2 separate regions of the Pan troglodytes genome follow, and region 2 is linked to region 1. The links are chromatin contacts, called in public Hi-C maps. All regions are on one chromosome and are shown on one strand. Each heading gives the region's core, a stretch centred on a gene start, on an enhancer-like site or on the middle of the called end of the contact. The rest is flanking DNA. Distances are from core to core; before and after follow the strand shown.

Region 1 (7,890 bases), core at 1,674-4,173:
CACACAGCTTAGTAACTATCAGAACAAGAATTTTAATTCAAATTATTTGAAACCATCACCCTGGTTTTCTTTTTCTATTTTGACCCTTCTCAACTAGTAGGGAGGGATAAGGAGCTTACCCCCTTTATCTCTCTCTCTCTTTTTTTTTTTTTTTTTTTGAGACAGCGTCTCTCTTTGTCACCCAAGCTGAAGTGCAGTGGCATGATCTTGGCTCACGGTAACCTCTGCCTCATGGGTTCAAGAGATTTTCCTGCCTCAGTCTCCCGAGTAGCTGGGATTACAGGCATGCCCCACCATGCCCAGCTTATTTTTCTATTTTTAATGGAGACAGGGTTTCACCATGTTGCCCAGGCTGGTCTCAAACTTCTGACCTCAGCTGATCCGCCCACCTCGGCCTCCCAAAGTGCTGGGATTACAAGTGTGAGCCACCACACCCGGCTCTGCTTTCTCGTTTTTAAGGACAAGCTGACATGTTAGTAGCATCTGGAACCAACAAGGGAGAAGCAGCAAGAACGAGTTTTGAGTATTCCTGTGGCTTATCCACAGACTCTCTAGGGCACCTGACCACTAGCCTCACATAGTGAACAATGAAGACAAGCCAATTTCTTAAACCAAAAGCGTAGGAAAATGCTGGGTGCATACGGTATACAAAAGATTGATTCTTTGTTGTCTCTATTGTTAGTGTTGGATGTTCAAAGGCTTCTTTTACTCCTTCCCGAAAGGTTCCTCCTGGTCCAAGATTTTCAGCCCAATTTAAGTAAACCCCGATCAAAGAGCTAAATTTCAGAAAATTCAAAGTAGGTATTTACCATAGAAGCGTTGAGGCATTTAATCAGTGAACAGGTATTAAAATGAGGAGGTCTCTCTTTTTTTTCTTTCTTTAAAGACAAGGTCTGGCCGGGCACAGTGGCTCACACCAGTAATCCCACCACTTTGGGAGGCTGAGGAGGGTGGGTGGATCACTTGAGGTCAGGAGTTTGAGACCAGCCTGGCCAACATGGTGAAACCCCATCTCTACTAAAAATACAACAATTAGCCAGGTGTAGTGGTGCACGCCTGTAGTCCCAGCTACTCTGGAGGCTGAGGCAGGAGAATCACTTGAACCTCGTAGGCAGAGGTTGCAGTGAGTAGAGATCATGCCACTGCACTCCAGCCTGGATGATAGCAAGACTCCGGCTCAAAAAATAAATAAATAAATAAATAAATAAATAAATAAATAAATACAAGGTCTCACTCTGCTGACCAGGCTGGAATGCAGTGGTGCAATCACAGTTCACTGTACCCTCAAACTCCTGGGCTCCAGCGATCGTCTCACCTCAGGCTCCCAGTGCATTGGGATTACAGGCGTGAGCCACCTGTAATGGAGGGGTGGTGTCTTTCTTAAATGAGAAATTCAGTGTTTTCTTCAGTAAAGTTTAAGAAACAATCTGCAAAACTCTAGAAGTTCATGAAAAATTTAAAAACTCTTTTCTGTGGAGCTCCAGTTTTCTGAGAATTAGGTTTGTCTGAAAGCAGGAGAATCTGTTTTCTGTGGATAAGACTGCACACAAACCCCAAACCAGCGCTCAGGAGATAGTTGGCTCTGGAAAGAAAACAACACACAGAGAGAAAAATGCGAATGGATATAAACCTACGTTTTTATTGCGCAGTCAGGATAGAGAGCTTGGAAACATGAAACAAAATAGGGAGGGAGACAGTAAGGTCTTGCAAAAGTCTTAAGGGAGACAGAGTTGAAGGACTGTGTGTGTGGAGAGAGACAGAGAGAGTGAACAAGTCGGCTTGCGATGTTGTAGGCACCATGCTAGGTGCTGGGAGACAACGGTACTCTAGGAATCTATGATGCCGCTCAGATTTCCAACACAGCAAGGACTTGGATTAAGATGGCCTCCATTTAGGGGGGTACTCTTGGGAGGTAGTCAGCAGAGGTGCAATTCTTTATGAGTTGGCGGCTACCACCCAGTGCAAGAGGCTAAGATGGAAGCTCAGCAGGCAGGGAGGGGTCTTGGCATGGTGTCTGGGTCTGCCAGGTTTCTTGTGCTGAGACTGTAGAACAAAATTTTCTAAACCATCATGCTGGATGCTCTCAATAGGAAAATGGCAACAGCTGACTTTTTTTTTTTTTTTCAGAGGAGTCTCACTCTGTTGCCCAGGCTAGAGTGCAGTGGCGTGATCTTGGCTCACTGCAACCTCCGCCCTCTGGGTTCAAGCAATTCTCCTACCTCAGCCTCCCTAGTAGCTGGGATTACAGGCGTGCACCATCACGCCCAGCTAATTTTGTATTTTTAGTGGAGACAGAGTTTCACCGTGTTAGCCAGGCTGGTCTCGAACTCTTGACCTGAAGTGATCCGCCCACCTTGGCCTCCCAAAGTGCTGGGATTACAGGCGTGAGCCACCATGCCTGGCCAATGGCTGATTTTGGATGAGCAAACTTAACAGCGTTGACAGCAGAGGACAGGCTAAATGTGAGTCCAGTTTCAAACATGAGATGACCAAGGCATACAAAGTCAAATGATCATAGAGGTGGATGGCAGGCAGGATGGCATTAAGTGTTTGCGGCTAGAAAGTTTGCTTCTCATCTCACAGAAACACCCTTTCTGACAGCTTTGCACTGGCCATTGTCCAACTTTGGCAGGATGCCAAAAGACAAACTACCAAGGTCATGTGTACTTTCATTAGCAAGAGCTGCCAGAAGATAGGAGATAGGCAAAAATTCACCAACAGAGTAAAATTTTAAAAATCAGATGTAATTCTTGGCTTTATTTCTCACTCTTGATTAGCAGACATCCCTTTGGCCCTTTCCCTCCTTCCCCTTTCAATAATTCATTCTTCTTCATCACTCCTTCGATCCCTATGTTCGTGCCCTCTGCATTTTGCCAAACAAATGCTCATTGACTTCCACAGTGAATAGGCAGACATGCTAAAATATTCCCAGGGCAGCTATTTGCTTCCTTTGATCAGATGTAAAAATGTCTGGAATCCAGATTAGCATTGCAGCTATGGAAAAGAATTTCCAGGGAATCCTGACTCAGGTTTTAAAAGTGAATGCATCTAAGCATTCATCTGGACTATGAAAATAGAAATGGTCCTGGTCCCCAGGGGTCAAAGAGGATCCAGAATGTACTCAAAACTCCACCCAGCTTTCTGCAAGATATCCTCACAATTATGCACACGATGCTGTCCTGGTGGGATCTTGGAGAGTTTCGTGAATGGAGGCGGAAGAACTCGACTCCTCTTATTCATCAGCTTTTCCAGGAAGACTTTGCTTCTGCCCCTGCAAATGTGTAGCAGCAAATATACGACACATGTCTTACTTCCTCAGGACTAAAGAACAATGTTGAAACAAAGGCCAGAGAGAAGGTTGAGCTCTCACCCTGGGTGACTTTCAGGAGAGAGTCCTCTATGGAGTGGATTCGGCCTTGATTCTAGAAGGGATGAAATGTTCCATTCTACATCACTGGCGAGTCTAGCATAATGTGGGACCCGTGGACAAAGCTGTTGCAGCTTGGAGCAATCAGATCAAAGGTCATGTCCAGAAGGCGAACTCAGGTAGGTGGAGGACCAGGTCAAGTAGGGACAGAATCTCAAAGACAGTAGATCATCCCAATCAAAAAACAGGCTGAGGCTGGAAGGACCAGGTGGGGAACAAGTTGCGAAGGTGATCTCAGTAAACCATCAGTGAGTGCTTGCGGAGCAGGAACTTCCATGGTGTGGGCTCCTCTGTGAATGTTTTTGTTTTTGTTTTGTTTTGTTTTTTAGAGACAGGGTCTCACTCTGTCGTCTAGGATGAGGTGAGGTGCTGCAATCATAGCTCACTGCAGCCTCAAACCCCTGGGCTCAAGTGATCCTCCTACCTTGGCCAGGAGGACTACAGGTGCGCGTCACGACTGGCTATTTTTTTAATTTTTTTGTAGAAACAAGGTTTCACTATGTTGCCCATGTTGGTCTTGAACTCCTGACCTTATTCAGTTCACCTGAGTTGGCCTCCCAAAGTACTGGAATTACATGAGTGAGCCACCTCACATCTGGCCTGTTTTTGTATTTTAATTTGGTTGTCTTTGGTCCCCTCTGAGAGGAGGCAACTACTCTTAAAGACCCAGATCTGCTTGGGTGTGCGAAAGGTCTCACTGAGTGGCCTTGATACTGTGTATTTAGGCCTAATGAAGAAAAAGAAGAAAGGAAATCAACCTCCGCAAGTTGTCTACCACATTTCAAATTTCTTAAAAACCGTTATCTCAAAAAAAATGGAGAGAAAGTCTCCATTATCCTCACTTCAATGCACGATAAAACTGAGGCTCAGAGAGGTTCAATAACTAGCCAAAAGTCAACAGCTAGCAAATGGCGAATCCAGAATGGAAAAATAGCAATTTGTCCCAAAGATCATGTTCTTTCTTACTCACCATGTTCCATATACTCTAGAATTCCAAAATACTCTGGAACAGCAACTTGCAAACGTTTCGGTATTAGGACCCATTTACACTCTTAAAAATGACTGAGGACCCAAAAAGCTTTTGTTCATGTGGTTTATATTTATCAGTGTTTGCCATATTAGAAATTACAACAGAATTCTAAAAATATTTATTTATGCAGTGAAAATAAGAAATCCATTTCATGATAACATAAATACTTTATAAAAATAACTGTTTTCTAAAGAAAAGAGAAGAGTGGGCCGGGCGCGGTGGGTCACGCCTGTAATCCCAGCACTTTGGGAGGCCGAGGCGGGCGGATCACGAGGTCAGGAGATCGAGACCATCCTGGCTAACACGGTGAAACCCCGTCTCTACTAAAAATACAAAAAATTAGCCGGGCGTGGTGGTGGGCGCCTGTAGTCCCAGCTACTCGGGAGGCTGAGGCAGGAGAATGGCGTGAACCCGGGAGGCGGAGCTTGCAGTGAGCCGCGATCGCTCCACTGCACTCCAGCCTGGGCGACAGAGCGAGACTCCGTCTCAAAAAAAAAAAAAGAAAAAAAAAAAAAGAAAAGAGAAGAGTGGCACTGCACACTTTTGCAAGTCTTTTTAATGTTTAGTTTAAGGGAAGGCAGCTGGATTTTCTTAGCTGTTACTGCTTTCCATCTGCTGTGATGTCGTTTAGGTTGAAACACATGAAGAAAATGTGGCTTCCCACAAATATGTAGTTAAGAAAAGGAAGGAGTATTTATTTATTTGTTTGTTTATTTATTTATTTACTTTGAGATGGAGTCTCGCTATCACCCAGGCTGGAGTACAGTGGCATGATCTCCACTCACTGCAACCTCTGCCTCCTCGATTCAAGCAATTCTCCTGCCTCAGCCTCCCGAATAGCTGGGACTACAGGCCCACGCCACTGTGCCTAGCTAATTTCTTAAATATTTTTAATAGAGACGGGGTTTCACCATGTTGGCCAGGCTGGTTTCGATCTCCTGAACTCAAGTGATCTACCCACCTCGGCCTCCCAAAGTGCTGGAACTACAGGCGTGAGCAATAGCACCCGGCCAGGAAAGAGTATTTAAATAACCTTTTCAGATAATTAGAGGTACTTGTTTTTGAAGAAATATCGGATGCAGAATCTGAAATCATATGAATGAAGATTCCATGCTTTGTTACATTAAAATTGCTTTTAAAGATCTTTAAAAATGTATTTTTAAAGGTCTCTCTTGTGCTTTGAGTGGATCTTTTACCCATGCATGATTCTGTAACCTTATGTATTGGTCATCTGAAAATATTAATGATAGCATTCTTGATGGTAGCACATTTTATTTTCTATTACCTGAAAGTCAAAATGGGTTTTTTGTTTTGTTTTGTTTTTTGAGATGGGGGTCTTGCTCTGTTGTCCAGGCTGGAATGCAGTGGTGTGATCACAGCTCACTGCAGCCTCGACCTCTTGGGCTCAAACAGTCCTCCCACCTCAGCTTCCTAAGTAGCTGGGACTACAGGTGAGTGCCACCACATCCGCCTAATTTTTGTATTTTTTGTGGAGATGGGGTTTCACCATGTTGCCCAGGCTGGTCTCTGATTCCAGAGCTCAAGCAATCCACCCACCTTGGCCTCCCAATGAGCCGGGATTGCAGGGATGAGACACCATGCCTGACAAAAAGTCACAACTGCTAATATTGCCCCTGATCACTGCAGAAAAGTCTTCAAATATTGGAAGTATTTAGACATGGTTAAGCTCAAGATGGCAGATACAAGTTTTCCAAAAATCAACGTTTCTCTTGAAAGGTCAAATGTTAGCACTGGCAACAAATACTGTCAGTTTTCCTTGGAGTGACAAGTTCACTTCTTTCATTTTTGAGAATGTGTCTGCCAGATACCCAAGTCTGAATAACTATAGTTCATCTATCAGTCTTTTTTTTTTTTTTGACTGAAAAGTGATGTTCCAAAAAAAGCAGCCTGTTCAGCTCACAACTCAATTATACAAGCTTTCCCTCAAGTCAATTGTTACACTGAGGTGTGCAGTGGACATGCCTTATGTGTGCTTCCTATTGTGTCACATATTAAAAATATGTGACAAATTAAAAATACATACGCCACAGGGTGAAGATCTTTAAAGTTAATCATTTTTATGGCTTTATCAAAGACATTCTTAAGTAAAACTGGGATTTCGTTTCATTTTATTTTATTTCGGGTTCTATTTTTGTTTTTTGAAACAGGGTCTTGCTCTGTCACCCCGGCTGGAGTGCAGTGGCTTGATCTTGGCTCACTGCAACCTCTGCCTCCTGGGTTCAAGCAATTCTGCTGCCTCAGCCTCCTGCGTAGCTGAGATTACAGGCACCTGCCACCAAGCTCAGCTAATTTTTGTATTTTTAGTAGAGACGGGGTTTCACCATGTTGGCCAGGCTGGTCTCGAACTTCTGACCTCAAGTGTTCTGCCCACCTAGGCCTCCCAAAGTGCTGGGATTATAGACATGAGCTACTGCCCCTGGCCCCATTTCATTTCATTTTCACTGTGCATGTATGGTTGTAAAGAAAATAACTCTTAGTGCAGTTAGCTCCCACTGTCATGATTCATGCCAAGCCTCCAAGAGTTCTACCCACCATTGCATTTGTCCCATCCATACAGATGTTAATACAGTGAAAAAGCAAACAGGACCTTCATATTGTTAGAGAGATAGTTTTGACTTCGTGGAGCCACTGAAATGATTGCAAAGATCCCTGGCGGTGGTAGGGGGGTGTATTAGTCTGTTCTCATGCTGCTAACAAAGACATACCCCAGACTGGGTAATTTGTAAAGGAAAGAGGTTTAATGGATTCACAGTTTCACATGGCTGGGGAGGCTTCACAATCATGGTGGAAAGTGGAGGAGGAGCAAAGGCACATCTTACATGGTGGCAGATAAGGACATGTGCAGGGGAGCTCACCTTTCTAAAACCACCCGATCTCGTGAGACTTCTTCACTGTCACGAGAACAGCATGGGAAAAGCCTGCCCCCATGATTCCATTCCCTCCCACTGGGTCCCTCCCACAACATGTGGGGGGGGGACACAGAACCAGACCATAGTGGGGGTATCTATGAACTACTCTTTGAGAACCACATTCTAGAAGGACTGGGTGACCTCTGGAATCTGACATGACCCAGTCCTTCACGTGCGGGTTAGAGATACCAGGACTCAGGATCTAGGTAGCAGAATTCCCATCAGGCTTGGTCCCAAAATACTTCCTCTTCTCAAATTAGGTCCATTTCTAGCCTCATGGAACTTAACACATGAGTAGAGAGAGACAGACAATGAACAAAATAAATAAATAACATAGTATATCACAAAGGGATAAGGGCAGTGTAGAAAAGTAAAATGGAAAAAGAGACTGGGGTGGGGACGAGCTTTCCTATTTTAAACCGAGTGATCCTGAAAGCCTACCTTGGGCCTCCATTTAACCTCAACCACTTGATGAGACAAATCTTATTCCCATTTTAGAGATG
Region 2 (7,890 bases), core at 2,515-5,014, 130 kb after region 1:
AAATGATACAGGAGCTAGAAATAAATTATTTAGGCAAATAGTGAGGGTAAAGAGTCTTCAGCAAGGCTTCCCTTCTAACAAAAAGTAGCCCAAGAAATTATTTTTTCTACCAAGGAGCAGCCTGAAAACTTAAGCTGCAAAGATAGAGAATCAAGCTGGAAGCTTGCATGTGTGAATGCCAGCAGTGTATCAACAGAAAAGGGCTACCCGGGGGCCAGGCACATCCAACATGGAGGCTCCATCTTCCCTTCTCTTTATTACCAAGTGTACAGTAAAGAAACAGGCGACATGGCTGCAGCCAGGTAGAGAACCCATCCATAATACAAGATTAGGGTGGGAGAAGCCAGTTTTTCACACCCTATGCAAATGGCACACCTAGTCCTAACCAGCCTTTTTGTGCCTTATGCAAATGGCACACCTGGTCCGACCAATGTTTTGGGACCTGTATACATCAGACACTACCTCCTCAAGCTCTGCATTTCACCGTAGACTGGTGACCCATTCAGGACCCCTATCTCTGCAGGAGAGAGCTCTTCTCTTTCTTTCACCTATTAAACTTCTGCTCTTAAGCTCACTCTTTATGTCTTAATGTCCTAGTTTTCTGTGGCTGTGAGACAACGAACCTCAGGTATTTACCCCAGACAACGATGCCACTTCACAATTAGAGGTTTTTTAATATCACAAGTACTTTTGGTTTGTATCCTGAACATTTTCAGTATTATGCTGGGTCTTGTTTCTATCTGCCAGTTCTATGGCTCTTAGAATTCTGGTGTTGTTCCCTGATTTCCTACTGTTATTTATTTTGCAGAGTTTTCAAATAGCTGTCATTGTACCCTGTCCAGGGTTTCAGAGTTGGGCTTAGTGGGAGGTAGGCAGAATTCTAAGCTGGGTCCCAAGAGTCCTACCCCCTGGTTACATGTTCATTATGAGCCCCTTCCCTTGAATGTGAGCAGGATTTGTCGGTACAATGGAATACCACTCCCACAATTATTTTGCTTTATATGGCAGAAGAGATCTTGCAGATGTAATTAAGATCCCTAATCAGTTGACTTTGAATTAATAAAAAAAAAAGATTATTCTAGATGAACCTAATCTAATCGGATGAGCCTTTAAAAGGAGTCAGAGAATTTCAAAGCCAGATAGATGTCAGCCTTGAAGATGCAGCCTCTGTCAGTTCTCCAGTTGCAAGGAAATGGATTCTGCCAACAGCCACATGAGCTTGGAAGAGAACCCTGAGCCTCAAATGTGACCCCAATTGACACCTGATTGCAGACTTGTAAGAACTGGGGCAGAAAATCAAGCCAGCTGTGGTGGCTCACACCTATAATCCCAGCACTCTGGAAGGCCGAGGCAGGTGGATCACTTGAGGTCAGGAGTTCTAGACCAGCCTAGCCAACATGGCAAAACCCCATCTCTACTAAAAACAAAAATTAGCCAGGCGTGGTGGTGCATGCCTGTAATCCCAGTTACTTGGGAGGCTGAGGCAGGAGAATTGCTCGAACCTGGGAGATGGAGGTTGCAGTAAGCCAGGATCGCACCACTGCACTCCAGCCTGGGTGACAGACCAAGACTCTATCTAAAAAAAAAAGCAATAAAAGAGAACTAAGGCAGAAAAGCCTGCCAGGACTTCTGACGTACAGAAACTGTGGCTCAAGCAATGATGTTGCATTAAACTTCTTCTTCTTTTTTTTTTTTTTTTAAAAGACAGGATCTCACTCTGTTTCACCCAGCCTGAAGTGCAGTGGTGCAATCTCAGCTCACTGCAACCTCCCAAGTTCAAGCGATTCTTCCACCTGGAGTAGCTGGGACCCCACCCCAACCAGCCATTTTTTGTATTTTTTGGTAGATGCAGGGTTTCACTCTTTTAGCTAGGCTGGTCTCGAACTACTGACCTCAAGTGATCCACCTGCCTTGGCCTCTCAAAGTGCTGGGATTACAGGTGTAAGACACCTTGCCTGGCCAATCTTCTATTTTTATAGCAGTTTATTACACTGCAAAATTTAATAGACTTTATCCTACGTGAAACTGTGTCTTAAAAAAGAAATTCTAGCTACTCTATGTTTGAGCAAATGTTATCCTTTAAGTATTGATTAATACTCAATAAGCTTTCTAACAAAGCTCTTTGTTGATTTTCCTTCCTCTGTATTCCCAATATAGAATTAGGGAAATAACTTAAAGATTCAGATCTCCTCAACATCAAATTTCCAGCAGTGTAGACTCTAGCAGCTCATCTTTGTGCAATTACAAGCTGCTTCATTACTTCTTTTCCTTTGCCCTCTTGGTTCATCAAGCTCACTGAGTTTTATGAAAGAAAAGCTAATCTTGCTATATAATTGCATTAATTATTGCCACATGAGCCACTCAGCAGGGGCAAATAGCAAGCCTGGTATAATGAGTAAACTAGAAGAAGTAACCATTTATAGCCACTCATAGGATAGGCCAAGTCAAAGTCACCATGAAATGATAGGTTGTTTTCTCCAAAACATGACAGCTACCAAAAGAAAGTATAACTTTCATTTAAGATATGCAAGGTGGCCAGGCTTGGTGGCTCCTGCCTATAATCCTAGCACTTCTGGAGACCAAGGCAGGAGGATCACTTGAGCCTAGCAGTTCAAGGCCAGCCTCGGCAACATAGTGCGACCCTTGTCTCTACAAAAAATACAAAAATTAGCCAGGCATGGTGGCACATGCCTGTGGTCCTAGTTACTCGGGATGCTGAGGTGGGAGAATCACCTGAGCCAGGGAAGTCGAGACTGCAGTGAGCTGTGATCACAACACTGCACTCCAGCCTGGGCAACAAAGTGAGATTTTGTATACATATATATATATATATGCAAGGTGTCATATCCATTCAATCTGCATGTGGGGACACAGACAACACTGAAACACTGTAGCTTTTTTTTTTTTTTTAGCTGGAGTCTTGCTTTGTCGCCCAGGCTGGAGTGCAGGGGCACAATCTCAGCTCGCTGCAACATCTGCCTCCGAGGTTCAAGTGATTCTTCTGCCTCAGCCTCCCAAGTAGGAGGGATTACAGGCACCTGCCATCATGCCCGGCCAAGTTTTGTATTTCTGTAGAGATGGGGTTTCACCATGTTGGCCAGGGTAGTCTTGAACTCCCGACCTCAGGTGATCTACCAGCCTCAGCCTCCCAAAGTGCTGGGATTACAGGCGTGAGCCACCGCGCCCGGCCACGAAGCAGCATATCTCTTGTGATGCTTCTTGGAGGGAAAAGCAATCTGTAATCAAATTGTTTGAGAACTGTTAATTACAAATAAACCCCTTCCTAGAGATGCACACTTAATAAAGATGACCCAGGTGTGTGCAGGAAAGAAAACTGTTTCACTTGAACTTCAATTTCATTCCAGAATTTCCCAATCTTATTTGATACATATTCTGTTCAGGTTTTAGAGTTGAGTTCAATGGAAGACAAGTGGAGATGTGTGCTTACTTCACACAGTAGGCAGAGTCATTTTGGAAGCAAACCTATCAAAATCCCTGGAAACTCAAATGTTTCTTCCTAGAAAATATTTTGGGAAATGTGGAGCTAGAGATTTAAATTCTTTCCATGTTTGTTTATCCTGTCCCCTCTTTCGGGTGATACTCCACTCTAGGTCAAGGGTTGATAATATGTCAAGTGGTGAGAAAAATTCCAAGCATAGCTAATGGAAATTGCCACCCCAACGTCACCCCCAGCTGATGTCAAGCACTCATGCAGTCCGTGGTCTCTGCAGATAAAAATGCATCCTCAGTGACTCAAGAATTCCAGGCATTCTGATCAGTTGTGTACTGTCTCCCCAAAGCATTCAACAGACATTCTCCAAGCACCTATCTTGCGCTAGGCTCAGTGCATTACCAGCAAGCATCCCAGGCAGGGCACTCATTTTGCAAGCTCGCAGAAAGTGTGGTCATGCCAAGTAAGTGTCCAGGAGGGATTATAACTCATGGGATTCTGGGGAAGAGGATGAGCAGCCAGCCTGGAAGGTGACAGACAGTCCCAGCACAAAAACCCTTCAACAAGGTCATGGGGTAAGAGCTGCCATCTCCCAGGCAGGGCTCTGGATGGGCCCGAATGGATGGGATAGCAAACTCACTCCGTAAAAGCAAAGGAAATTTGTGACAGGCATCAGCCACTGAAAAAAAATGTCTTCAAGTTGACAGCAGAGCAGGAAGTAGGAAAGGGAGAAATGGAAGAAACTGAAAGAATAAATTACTTTCCACTTTGCATTGATTCTAAGATGTAGATTTTTTTCACCTTTTAACAGCTCTGAATTCTCTGACATTGGAATAGATCGAAAGCATTCTACAATCGCCGCCCGCCAGGCGCCCACGTGACCTCGTTGTCTTTGCGGCATGTGCAAACTTGTTCACAGCTGTGGCTGTTGTCATCACTTCAGCGGGATTATGTGCACTGTTGGCACTTCATGTGCCGGGTTTAATTGCCATGTAAAATGCCTTCAGAAAGATTATACTATGATTCAGCATTGAAAGGAAAACTTAAGGTGTATTCAGAAGGTGAGGAGACAGAGCGGGTGGGGCGGGGGGGTACATACATTTGTTATTTGTGAAGTGAATATTCATGACGGGAGGAATGCTTGCAATTCCATATTCTCTTGCAGAACAAACCAAGTGCTTTACAACCTTGCTGCTCAAAGTGTGGTCCACAGACCAGCAGCATCGCCTGGGAGATGGATCGAAATTCTGAATTTCAGGCTCTGCCCCAAACCTACTGAATCAGGATCTGCATTTTAACAAAGTCCCATTGATTTGTAGACATATTAAAGTCTGAGTGCCCTGCTTTAGTGAACATAAAGTGAAGCTAATTCATACCGAATTATCGAGCTATAAAAAGGGAATGCCCAGCAGAAGCCAAGCAGTGCAGCTGAAGGCAGGGGAAATTGTCAAGCCCTTTAGAATCCATGAAAGAAATTCCAATGCAACAAAGAGGTTGGTGTGGCCAATTCACTCATCAGGCAGGCCTGTCATTAAGACACCATGTCATAGTCTCATTGACAATGATTTTTCCTCTCTTTGTGGTACATCAGCTAATGATGGAGCTTAAAATGAAGGACATTTTAGATTCAATTAAATACAGCAAGTGGTATTTCTCCAGGGCACTGTAAGAGATTAAAATAAAGGCATCTCCATCAGTGAGGCGGAGCTGGGAGGCAGCAGAAGATGGACAGTGCCACTGCAGTCCAAGCGGGAGAAGCAAGGACACTAGGAAAGTTCATGAGTCACCCAAGACCTGGCCAGGGCAAGGGAGGGACACATGGGGGCTGAGGTCCCTGTGACATTGCTGGTCGTGAACCATCCTGCCTGCATACTGCAGGTTCTAGAGCTACCTAAGACCTCCAACTAAAAATAATAATGATAATACTCAATTCCTTATTCTTTTCAAATAATTGTTAAAATTATTATTATTATTTTGAGGCACAGTCTCACTCCATCGCCCAGGCTGGAGTGCAGTGTCACTATCTCAGCTCACTGCAACCTCCACCTCCCGTTCAATAATTCTCGTGCCTCAGCCTCCCAGGGAGCTGGAAATACAGGCCTGTGCCACCACACTCAACTAATTTTTGCATTGTTAGTAGAGACGGGGTTTCACCATGCTGGACAGGCTGGTCTCAAACTCCTGACCTCAAGTGATATGCCCGCCTCGGCCTCCCAAAGTGCTGGGATTACTAGCATGAGCCACTGTGCCCACCCTCAAATAATTTTTATAGCCATTATTTTGTACTTCTTTCTTCAATAACTCTTAGTGTTTTAACCCCTCATCATCTCACTGAGCCCCAAAACAAACCCTAGGGAGAAGCAGCGTGAACTGAAGTCTGAAGTGTGGGCAGTACTGTCGTTTTCCCTGTGGAGATGGGGAAATATGTCTGGGATTATCCTGTTGGTAAATGGTGGAATTGGGATTAGAATCCCAGAATTCTGACAACGCTTTCATTTTTCATTTTATTAATTAATTAATTTTTTGAGATGGAGTCTCGATCTGTCACCCAGGTGGGCATGCAGTGGTACGATCTCGGCTCCCTGCCTCCCGGTTTCAAGTGATTCTCCTCCTCACCCTCCTGAGTAGCTGGGACCACAGGAGTGCACCACCACTTCAGGCTAATTTTTGTATTTTTAGTAGAGACAGGTTTTCGCCACGTTGGCCAGGCTGGTCTTGAACTCCTAATCTCAGGTGATCAGCCTGCCTTGGCTTCCCAAAGTCCTAGGATTATAGGCGTGAGCCACCGCGCCCGCGCTCTGACTATACTTTCGAAGTTCTAACTGGGAAGACATCTGGAGCAACTTGATCACCCCAGGTAATGGCAGAAGCCCTGACTCTTCCTTGGACCTCCTCTGATACCATCCTAGTGGGGAAGTAGAGGGACATGTCATTTCTTCCCTTGAAGGCAGGAATCTGGGCTCCCCATGTGGCCTCTGCTGACACTGCAAGGATGGAGCTCATCACAGGAGGGGAGAGAATGTCCCTGTTCGCTACTTAAACTTCTGTGACCCTATCCTGGCTGGGAGGTCAGGATGCCTTATTCCAGTGTCATGAGGATAGAAGCCCAGCCTCCCCATTCAGCCTTGCAAGGAGGGAGTTTTTGGTGGGGTTTATCTAGAAAAGAGCAGTGATTTCCCAAAATTTTCCATCTTACTAGCTTGTGTCTTTCCTTGTCCTTTAGCTAGAGAGAGCAGGGTTTTGTTGGTGCTTTCTTGCCTCTACCACTTGGGACTTCTGGGTTACTGGCCTTATCAGCTCCAAATCTGAGATATATGAGGCAGTCAGAGAGGGAGAGAAAGAAAGACAAGAGAGAAACCAGGACATCCTGGCTAACACCGTGAAACCCTGTCTCTACTAAAAAATATAAAAAATTAGCCGGGCGTGGTGGCGGGCGCCTGTACTCCCAGCTACTCGGGAGGCTGAGGGAGGAGAATGGCATGAACCCAGGAGGCGGAGGTTGCAGTGAGCCGAGATCATGCCACTGCACTCCAGCCTGGGCAACAGAGAGAGACTCCATCTCAAAAAAAAAAAAAGAGAAACCAGGGCATTCACCACTGTGTTGTTCCTCGGATCCTGGGGTTTCAAGCTGGTCTGCCTTCTTTTCTTTACCTCTCAGAGTTTTACTGTCTTTGACATGCAATGCCCATGATGTCCAGTTGTATTTAGTGGGAGGTATAGAAAACAGTGTGTCTACTCCATCTGCCCAGAAGCAGAAATCCTGCTTTCGCAAAAGAAGTTTAACTGGAGCAGAGCCTTGGCCCTTTCTTTACATGTTATCTGCAGCTGTTTCCCTGCTGCAACGCAGAGGTGAGCAACTGAAGGAAATCTGTGTTGAGTCCTCCTCCACAGCCTACTTCTTTACAAATTGCAGATTTTGGTTGCCTCTATGTAAAGCTATTCCATTACAGCCAATTCTCCATACTTCTAACACTTCTGCTAATTTCACATCTGCTGAGCCAGAAAGTTTCTCGCAGCTCCTTGAGCGTATCCTGTCTTGGAGCACAGGAGAGATTACAGCAGAATCTCTGCTTAAGTAACCTCGTTTCCTGACCACTGGATTCCACCCTTAGCAACAAATGGCAGACTCTCTAAGCTCCTCTGTGGTGGGTAGAAAATGGTTGCCCAAAGATATCAGGTCTGTGAAACCTGTAAATGATACCTTACAAAGAAAAGTCTTTGCAGATATGAGTGCGTGAAGGATCTTAAAATGTGGAGATTATCTTGGATTATCTGAGTGTGTCCTAAATGCCATCATGGTGGTTTTTGTTGTTGCTGTTGTTGTTGTTGTTGTTTTTGAGATGCAGTCTCACTCTGTCACCCAGGCTGGAGTGCAGTGGTGCTATCTCGGCTCCCGGCAACCTCCACCTCCAGGGTTTAAGCAATTCTCCTATCTCAGC

What was found. A called contact is a pair of places that touch in the nucleus more often than the background predicts.
Region 2: a contact with region 1 is called in a Hi-C map of stem cell-derived neural progenitor cells, with 5 times the contacts expected there. The contact joins two enhancer-like sites. A contact is called at or near these places in 1 of 7 Hi-C or Micro-C datasets (stem cell-derived neural progenitor cells) and 1 of 1 other capture datasets (stem cell-derived neural stem cells).

The regions. Positions count from the first base shown.
Region 1 is chr7:14,509,513-14,517,402 of NHGRI_mPanTro3-v2.0_pri, forward strand. No RefSeq gene overlaps it. Among named protein-coding and RNA genes, the nearest start is that of PRAG1, 140 kb to the left of the region's middle. Within about 2 kb of position 2,924, at least 3 of the 24 cell types and tissues checked have an H3K27ac peak or open chromatin away from gene starts, as enhancers often do. A contact at or near this core is called in stem cell-derived neural progenitor cells and stem cell-derived neural stem cells, where this site is marked.
Region 2 is chr7:14,642,332-14,650,221 of NHGRI_mPanTro3-v2.0_pri, forward strand. No RefSeq gene overlaps it. Among named protein-coding and RNA genes, the nearest start is that of CLDN23, 37 kb to the right of the region's middle. Within about 2 kb of position 3,765, at least 8 of the 24 cell types and tissues checked have an H3K27ac peak or open chromatin away from gene starts, as enhancers often do. A contact at or near this core is called in stem cell-derived neural progenitor cells and stem cell-derived neural stem cells, where this site is marked.